Regions from separate parts of the Rattus norvegicus genome. Here region 1 is linked to region 2. A link is a contact called in public Hi-C data. All regions are on one chromosome and are shown on one strand. The core of a region is the stretch at or near the end of the contact, and the rest is flanking DNA. Distances in the headings are between cores, read along the strand shown.

Evidence for each region. Hi-C and Micro-C count contacts between places; a contact is called where the count stands out from the background.
Region 1: a Hi-C map of liver shows a contact between it and region 2, with 4 times the contacts expected there. The contact joins two enhancer-like sites. A contact is called at or near these places in 12 of 12 Hi-C or Micro-C datasets (the A7r5 cell line, the Rat2 cell line, Schwann cells and 7 more) and 1 of 1 datasets of contacts at active chromatin or transcription factors (oligodendrocytes).

Annotation. Positions count from the first base shown.
Region 1 is chr15:22,810,920-22,815,563 of GRCr8, reverse strand. It overlaps Samd4a (sterile alpha motif domain containing 4A), which reads right to left. Exons shown (of 12, transcript NM_001399774.1): 9 at 2,016-2,217; 10 at 812-938. Among named protein-coding and RNA genes, the nearest start is that of Samd4a, 86 kb to the right of the region's middle. Within about 2 kb of position 3,078, at least 21 of the 93 cell types and tissues checked have an H3K27ac peak or open chromatin away from gene starts, as enhancers often do. A contact at or near this core is called in liver, where this site is marked.
Region 2 is chr15:22,599,743-22,604,430 of GRCr8, reverse strand. No RefSeq gene overlaps it. Among named protein-coding and RNA genes, the nearest start is that of Cgrrf1, 34 kb to the right of the region's middle. Within about 2 kb of position 1,565, at least 6 of the 93 cell types and tissues checked have an H3K27ac peak or open chromatin away from gene starts, as enhancers often do. A contact at or near this core is called in liver, where this site is marked.

The sequences.
Region 1 (4,644 bases), core at 1,829-4,328, 210 kb before region 2:
AAAAGCAAAGCCCAGCATATTCTAGAGTTCTAATACTCAAAGATTTGCAGGGACATTGGAATCAAAAGCCTTGTAAACAATCGCTTCTGGGACACAGGGCTCCAGACTGTGAGGTGTGGCTGAGGTTACCCAAACACAGGGTGCATCTCTGGTTTGTTTCTTGGCATGAGGAGCATCCGGATCGATGTAGCCATGGCTTCGGTGGTTTTGTGCAAGTCTGGAGTCTACAGTCAGTGCCTGCCCAGAGAAAGGCTTCAAGGATCTGTCTGCTGTATGCAATTCAGGCAGTGTGTATTAGGAAGCGTGGGGACTGAGACCATGTCTCCCCACGGGGTCTTGAATCCACCATGTCAAGTTACTCTTGAATCAAGGGACAATGGGTGTTTCCCAAATGCAATTCCGCAGGGACTCCAACAGTCAAGTTCTTCCTCCTTTCATTGTCTTTATCCTCTCTTTGCATATTCTTCCCCTCCCCCTTCCTCTTTCCTTCCACATGGAGGATCGCTGCCAGGGATAGCTATCACTGGTTTAATCAGTCTAGAAATCTAGATATCTGACAAGCATCAGAAATGTCCCATCAGATTGCAACTGGTGGGTGCTGGGACTTCTGGGACTTCAGGCTCTGGCTCCCTGCTGGGCAGCCTCTGCTCAAGCTGGCAAGGAAAAGTAGCTCTAAAGAATGTGTGGTGACAGTTGAGGCTCAGCACTTTCCTGCTAGCCTCCCTCCTGAGGTCAGGAGAGAGAGAGAGAGAGAGAGAGAGAGAGAGAGAGAGAGAGAGAGAGAGAGGAGTGTGAGCTAGCCAGGCCTTACCTGGTTGCTGGAACATCAGCATGTTTTGTGGGGAAGTATGCACGGGCAGCGAGCGGGTCTTCTGGACGGAGCTGTGGGTGCGGCTGGGTACGCTGTTGCTGCCCCCAGGGTTGGCAAACCAGAGGTTCTAGGGAGGGACATACAAGAGGGGGCGTTAGTCCAGACCCTGAGGGGAAGCGGGGAAGCAGAGTTCCAGTGGAGAGGGGTATCCCAGCAGAGTTTTGGAAAGGGCCATGCTACCCACCGTGGACTTAGAGATGGTTTAGACCGGCCCATCTGATGCTCATCCCCAGGCCTTGCTTTAAGCTTGAGCTTCTCCTGGCCACCTTTTCCTTCTCCCCATCTCCAGAAGCCTTTTTACTGCATTTGTTGCTTAAAGGGAGTGTGTGTGTGTGTGTGTGTGTGTGTGTGTGTGTGTGTGTGTGTGTTCTTAGAAATGCTTATAGCAAACAGTACAATGAGTTTAAGGCTCTTTTTGAGACTCCCCAAATTTACTCTCTACTGAGGAGAAAAGAGGACTCAGTACTGGCAACAGGCCTGTGTCATTGCAGCTCATGTGTCCTGCGGCGACCTCGCCTAGAACTGATAGCGGGGGTGGGGGGGTGGGGGTGGGGGTTGGGGGTTTCTTAGACACGTCCTTCCCATTGGGAGAGGATGCCACCAGCCACCTCCTGGTGAAGCCTTTCTGTTTTAAAGCCAGCCTTTCATCAGGCCTGCTTGTGTGTCCCCAGTCCCAATGGGGTTTAGGGAACGAACACTTAGGGAAAGACAAGGTTGGGCTCAGGGGACAGAGAGAACACTGTCAATCTTACAGCAAGGGACAGCCTCCCCAACAGTCCTGTGAACTCACCATTGCATCTGGGACTGTGAGGAAAAGGTCAAAGAAAGCTTATTAAATGCCCAACCAGACTGGGAAGGTGATGGTATGTTGGGGCAGGGCACAGATCAAGCAGAAGTAGACTTTTCATGCCTGTCTACAAAGGCCCATGTAGAACTAGTTTTCCCAAGCAACAGCCATGGGGTTTCAGTTTCCAGGGAAACAACACCAACAGTGGTTACCTAGGAAGCATAGACTCGGCTATCCCCCTGGTTTAGATCCCTTGGGGTCATCTCTTTCGATCTGGAGACTGTCCAGGTTAGGGACATCTTAAAGCCTCGACCCCTGAGCTCTGTCAACCTCCCTGATCCCCAGAGCAGAACAAACCTGTCTTCCTTGTTTCATGATGGTGGGGTTGGCAGCAGTGTGGCGCTGGTTGGAGCTGACAAATCCACTGGTGCCCAAGAGACCAAGGCGGGCAGAAGGGACGTTCCGAGATGCGATCTGGTACTGTCGTGGGTTCCGTCTACCCATGCCACTGCCCACAGAGCTGGCCGTCGGGAGGGAGTTGGACTGTCCAAAGCCACGACTGTGAAAGCAAAGAGAAGGGATCCAGAGGCATGCTCTAGCCCTACACAGCCCAGGCTGCCTGCCAGTGGGGGCCTCTTTGGGACTGACAGTTAAGTGGCTTGGGGGTGCCAATAATAGGCTATGATTGAAACTGTACCTCATATCTAAAACAACAGCACATGCTAGATGTTGGAGCCTGCACACTACTCTTAGTCCACACGACAACCCTAGGAAGTAAGCTTCCTAATCTTCACAGAGAGAAAAACCCAGAACGCTTGAGAATTTTGACATCGCCACACAGCCAGCAGGGGGCAGCACTCAAATATGAACCCAAAAGGGGAGACCATTCTCCTGCGTTCTCCTATTCTTGTCTCAGCCAACCTGTGGGTCTGTGCATGAGGGCATGGCGCCTTTCAAGAAGCCACAAAGCAAAAATAGTCGAATCAGTATCAGAATGGGATCTGATTCCGTTTGTAATCTTCTCCTTCTTCCCCTATAGCATGGTTCATTTCTTATCAGGTTGTCGGTGAGCAGTCTTGGATGGAGGGCCCGATTGAAATATGAGCTCTGTAAGAAAGGACTGCGTGTGTCTTCCTCAGCCCCTAAGGCCCAGCCCCGAGGCAAGGAGACAGCGTTTTGCACAGTATATGCTGTTTGAAAGTGGGCCATTGTGATATTTCTCCAAATGAGAGGCCACTGGTGTGTGTGGCTGACTCACACACACCCAGGATAGTCCGGTCTCATCGTTCCCCAGACCTTTCCTGCAGGGCGGGCCTCACCAGGGCTGGCAAGACTTCGCTTTTCAGGTCCACACAGGAGACTGCTCCCAGTGGGGTCAGATGAGCTCAGCGGAGAAGCCTCCACCAGCCCCGGGCTTCTGGGAGGCTTCAGGAACCGGCGCATTCTTTCCAAGGGAGTCAGGGAGCTTTAGTTATTCGGGAGCGTGGAGAGGACATGCGTTGCAGGCAACGGCCACTAGATGGAGCAGGGTCGCTTGGTTGCCAAGCTGGGGAGTTTTCTCTAAGCTTGTGAGGAGCCCCTGTCGATGAGCTGACTTAGCTTAGCCGGTGGAGGTCCAGGGGGCCCTTCACAGCAGTCACTTCCTGAGCCAGAGCCGGTTGTGTGTGGGTGTGGGGGAGGTGGTGCTTGAGGTGGCAGTGTAAAAACTCCCAGAGTTTCTAAATTTCTTAGGGAGAGAAGGTTCAGGAAAGGAATCCAGGGAGTCTATCTTCTTCCAGGCTTTTGTGGCCAAGAAAGGTGTTCTAGATTCCATTCTGAAGAGGAGGTTCTTCTTCTCTTGGCTTCTTGGTCTCTTTGTTTAATCTCATCTCCCCTTTCCTCACTGAAGACTGAAAATCAGGGTGAGGCGAGCTAAGAGTGCTTCCATGCAACCAGAGACGCCAGGGAGGTAACTTGAAAAAGTAGCAGCAGGTAGGGATTCCGGCTCTCAGCTGTTAAGAACTGGTCCTCGGGCTTCGGAAGTCAGAATTTGGGCCTCCTGGCAGATAGACGATCAGTATCTGCTAAGACTCCCCAACCCCTTATTTAGTGTGAATAGATTTTTCTCACTTCCCTCTTTGGCTGGATTTTTAGAAGGCAAAACAGTAGTGGATGAATGTCGTGCTAAAATGATTTGTTCTTCCACGAAAGCAACAATGTAGCTTGTAAAAAAATTTTCTGAGACAGGGTCTCACTAGGTAACGAAAGCTAGCCTCAAACTATCCTGTCTCAGCCACCCAAGTGTCTGGGACTACCCAGAAAATCAGACCTGGATCAAGACTGTATTTCCTAGCTACATAAAGGGCAGAGGGGCTCTGTTAGGGGCAGCCATTGAAGAATGGAGAAGCTTGAGATTCCTAACTCAGCTGTTTGGGAGAAGGGAGGAAAGCCCAGAATATTCCAGGGTCTGGGGTGGTGGTGGTTACAGCACAGTGGAGGCAGAATTTAAGAGGCCATCTTTTTCCTGGTGGTGGAGTCCTGCTGTGGGGTCCTGAAAAGGTTACTTTTACAAAGCCAGGTTTGGCAAGAGAGTTGCTGCTGCTGCTGGGAGCTGGAGTGAACTCTGAGGTCAGTTAGGAGCGCTCAGCTTAAGGAAGGAGATTGCTCTGCTTCCCAAGGAAAACCAAAGAGCAAATGAAGCTCCCATCCTCAGACCCGCTCCCCTCCCCCTCCCCCGAGCCCCGGATGCCTCACCTTCTCCCCTTTATGAGTCTAACTGATTTCCTTTCCTTGAAACGCATGGAAAGTCTTTGATAAAAATAACATTAGTAAGAAGCAATTAATTTGGGATTTGAGAGATAATTTAAAGCAGGGGCTTGCCTGCGGTTACTCTTGTATGGGAGAAACTGTTTTTCAAAAACAAATTAACAGTGTAAAAATATCCCCGAGGTGGTGCAGGGAACAGAATGTGTTTCATGGGTTTGGCACCACCTTTTTGCACATCCAT
Region 2 (4,688 bases), core at 316-2,815:
TCTATGAGATCACATCTAATTACATTGACTGAAATCCAGCCAAGAGGCATGATCCTTGTCAGAGATTATGAATATGGAACCATTATCTGGAAACTGGGAACAGTCCCAGGAAGCAGCGACCAGCCATCGAGCTGAGAGAACAAAGCAGCTGCCCTTATGGGGATGTAGAAGTTCGACGAATGTCTCTACGGAATGAAATGGTCACATCTCCAACCGGAAGGAAGTTTGCTGCTGGGTTGGGTAGGTGAGGGGGATTGTGGACTTCTTAGGGGGAGATGGGAAAATCTGTCCTCCAGACCCAGTTGATGCTGCTTCTAGAAGTGAAGGTGACAGAGAGGCTGGGGGTGACTTGGTGGTGGCTGGTTTTAACTGTCAATTTGATGAAGTCTTGAACTACCTGGGAGGAGAGTCTCAGTGGGATGTGCTCTTGGTCAGGTTGGTCTGTGGGACGTAGGTACCTTGATTGGGTTGATTGAGGTGGACATTTCATAGACTGGACCCTGGACTGATGGGAAAACGAGAGAGAGCTGGTGGGTGCCGGTAGGCGGGCGTGTATCCTTTTCTCTGCACGCTGAACTGAATGTGACTAGGGGCTTCTAGTCCCTGCAGCCTTGGCTTCTCTGCTATAACAAACTTCACATTGTGAACTAAAATAAACCCTTTCTCCATGAAGTTGCTTTTGTCAGGATACTCTACCGGGACAACAGGAAACGGAACTAAGAAGGGGGAAATCCTCTCTCCCTTCCTGTCTTCTGCAATTGCTCTGTTTTTGGAAGCCTCACAGAGGTAGCTGGCACTGCATACATGCTGTTGCCTGAGTCCTAGCTTCAGAATCATGTAGCCCAGGTTAGACAGCTTGAAATGGATGCTGGGGAGATGGCACAGAGGTTAAGGCACAATTCCAACCCTGGAAGGCGGAGACAGTAATCTGACGAGGGAGAGTAGTAGTCTGGCCATATGGGCAAGCTCTGGATTGACTAAGAGACCCTGCCTCGTTGAGTGCAGTGGAAGAGTGAGCAGTGGTTCTCCCCATCAGTGTCCAGCCTCCATACACATTCACTCCTACACTCGTGTGCCCACACACGTGCAAACATGCACACACATACAAAATACCAGACCCATAAGAGAAAAAAAGAAAGGGAAAGAGTAGACTTGGTACAGAAAAATAAGTTTAACCAATGGCACAGTGCAGAGCATTTAATGCTTAGAAAACCTATCTGATTTCTATTCTTCCTCACGGGACCTGACCCAGTCCTGTACATGGTATCTATCTGCCGAATTCCTGTAAGACAAACGTAGATGAAGTGCCTGGATTGTCAACAAATTGAACAAAGCAAACGAAACAGGCTAAACATTACCTCTCGTGTGTAAAACATCTAAGACTGAACTCTTAACCTGCTTCTCTTCTCTTCCCCAAATATCTCCCTCCCTCAGGCTTCTAATGTGTAACGCAAAGTACATCATCCCCCTGATCTCCCGCCTTCCCACTGTAGAGGAGACTCCTCCCACTCACCCCTGCCCGTGTTCAGGGCCAGCCTGTAGAGCCCGCCCAGAGCCACGCTGTTCCTTCCTGTTCGTTTGGTTTCAGTCACATGGGCCTCTTCTCTGTTCTTACCACCGCACAGTGCTTTCTTCCCTTGGGTCTTCAGGCTGTCTGTCCTTCATGCAAACCACTGTGCCCTGTCTCTTATAAGGACATTGTCTCTAAACACTCAGAGCTCAGTGATTTCAGAAAGGCTTTCCCTGGTACCACTGCGACTGTAGTTGCCCCAACTGTTCCCCTCATAGCATGAAACACACAATGGTGTTACCTCTCTTTTTCATTTGCTGTTTAATTAGTTTATGATAGTTTCAGATAATTGTTTCAGATAATTATCTCCCTTTACCTCCTATCTACCCAAGTGAGTTTCAGGAGGGCAAAGGCCTCTGGTATCTTGTCCTCTTCCAAAAGCAGCTGATAGGTCAAAGTATAGTATCTGATGAATCAATAGATGGGTTATGGAAAGACCGAGTAAATAAATGTAGACACAAATAGGACAGAACCTGACCACCAGGGCCAACAGTTAAATGGGGAAGTGTATGCAGCAGTCCTTCTGTTGTTGTTATTGTCACTGCAATAAACCTGTAGGGGGTAAAAAAATATTTTAGCCCACAGCTTCTAAAGTTCTGAGGGCTCACATCCGATGGCGGCTTTGGTGAGCATCCAGTCAGCACATACATCACAACATCACATGGTATAAGGCTGGGCGTGTGTGTGTGTGTGTGTGTGTGTGTGTGTGTGTGTGTGTGTGTGTGTCTCCTCTGATCTTTTTTCCTACCTCTCTTAGAAAGCCACCACAATTCCACCAGGAGGGATTCATCTTGATGACTTTCTTGAGTCCTAATCCTTTCCAAAGGCCCCACCTTTAAATATCGTAGTTGGATTAAGTCCCTGTCCGTTGAAAGCCTTCCTTTGGGGGCTTAAATTTGAACACGTTGGGAGCTACTCAAACCATACTCAAGCCAAAGCAATGGACATTCGCTCCCAGTTCGCAGTCACTTCCTCTGCCAAGCCAGAAGCACACGGTGTCTTTAAGATAATTATCCTTAAATAAGGCAGTTCGTAAATTAGACCACTCATTACAGGGTCAGCGATGAAATGTTTAGAGCCTTAATCTTCTCATCCTCAAACTCCCCCACTTCAAACACTCAAACACTAAACTCTTCTGCCAGGATATATATATATATAATATATATATACATAATAGATAGATATAGATATAGATATAGATATAGATATAGATTAGATATAGATATAGATCTCCACAGCCAATTCGACACTGGTAAAATTCAAGATTCTGTGCAGATAAAAATAATCATGAGTCCTAATTCTTTCCCTCGTGTCATACCTTGAGCCACCTTCATGCTCAGATTCCTAAGATGCAAACCTGGTCGTATCACTCCATTAAAATTACTGCAAGAGTTCCCAAGGCTCCTTCTTACGATGCGCTCACTCATTCAACAGATACTTGTTGAATGGTGGGCTCTGTGCAGAGCAATGAATGAACAGAGAACCGAGCCAGATCCTGTCCCGAGCGGCTCTAGTGTGTTAGGACACCGAGGCCTAAACAAGCACACGAGACATAAAGTGCTAAGTGCAGAGAGGAGCTTACGCAGGGAATCTTAGGGAAGGACAGGGGACACAACGTTCCAGAACTGACAGAAGCCAGACCTGAGAGACAGTTAGGTGTTAGCCAGAAAGAAGGAACAGCATGTATGGGTCATTCTGAGCTTGAGGACATGGAAATGGTCCCTGCATAGCTGGAATGTGGTGTGAAGGAGAGAGAACAGAGGGGACAAGCCTGCAGGATAACGGAGGTAAGGATCTACAAGAGATCAGGTAGGATTTGGAATTTTTTTTTCCCTTGGTAAAAGAAGTCACTGATATATTTTAGTCAAAAGTAGCTTTAAGAGATAAAAATAGGGCCGAGTGCTGGTGGCACAGGCCTTTAATCCCAGCACTCAGGAGGCAGAGGCAGGCAGATCTATGAGTTCAAGACCAGGCTAGTCTACCTAGCGTGTTCCAGGACAGAGAGGAATGCATAGAGAAACCCTGTCTTGAAATACAATATATCAATCAATCAATCAATCAATCAATCAATCAATGACTGGAAAGATGACTCAGTAGTTTAGAAAGTGTACTACCCACATACAAGACTTGAATTAGTTCTTAGTACCCATGTCAAGTGGCCTACAACTTCCTATAATTTAGTTCCAGGGGAGATGACACTTCCCGCCTTCAAGAGCTCCAGCATCCATGCAGTACCACACACTGGTACGTAAAAACAACAACATCAAATTGAGACATTCTTGGCTGGGTGTGGAAACAAAGTATTTTTGTTGGGTAGAGGCAGGGATCACAGACCAAGGCAAAGTCGTTTAGCTGTTAGGGATGAGAGCAGGCAGGAGGCAGAAGAAGGAGAGCGTGAGAAATGGTGGCGCCCTTCTGGCTTGGGAATGAGGTTACAGATGCTACCGGTCACTAAAATGAGTAACCCTGGAAGAGCAGAGGGGTACATGGAAGGGAAGGAGTTAAGCTTTGGTGTTTGCTCTTCAAGGTCTCCCAGCCAGGAAGTGTTCCTATCAGCCCCACAGCACTGATGTCTTCTGCCGGGACCAGCATTCACCTGCGGGGCTGTTTGCCCCTAACCTAAAATCAAACACCAACGAGCACACGAGCACACGCCCCTCCTACTTTTACTATCACAGTCCCCTGAGGGATTGTTCATATTTGCTCTCTCCATTTTCTACCTCCCATGTTCCAGACTCCATCCCAGAGAGTTCCTCATCACTCAAGAGCAGTCCCCAAATGAGCTCTACAGTGCTAAACCCACGTAGGTCTCACAGAAAATAGCAGCAGCATTCACCTGACATCTCTCTCCTCTCTGAGTTTATACTTAGTGTCTAGGAAACTAACCGGTGACGGCTTTTGAAAAATAACTGAAAATTATTTAAATTATTTAAAATTCTTTCCATGAAGAGGAATCTGCCTTTCCCTTTGAACCTGGGTATGCTTTGACCACAAGGGAACAAGGGGAACGGTTCTGTGTGGCGTTCAAGCTGGGACACAGAACACCAGGCACAAGCAAAAATTGTTTCCTCTGCTCACTTTTACCTAACGTTTGTTTGGAGAAATCTAGTGAGAAAAT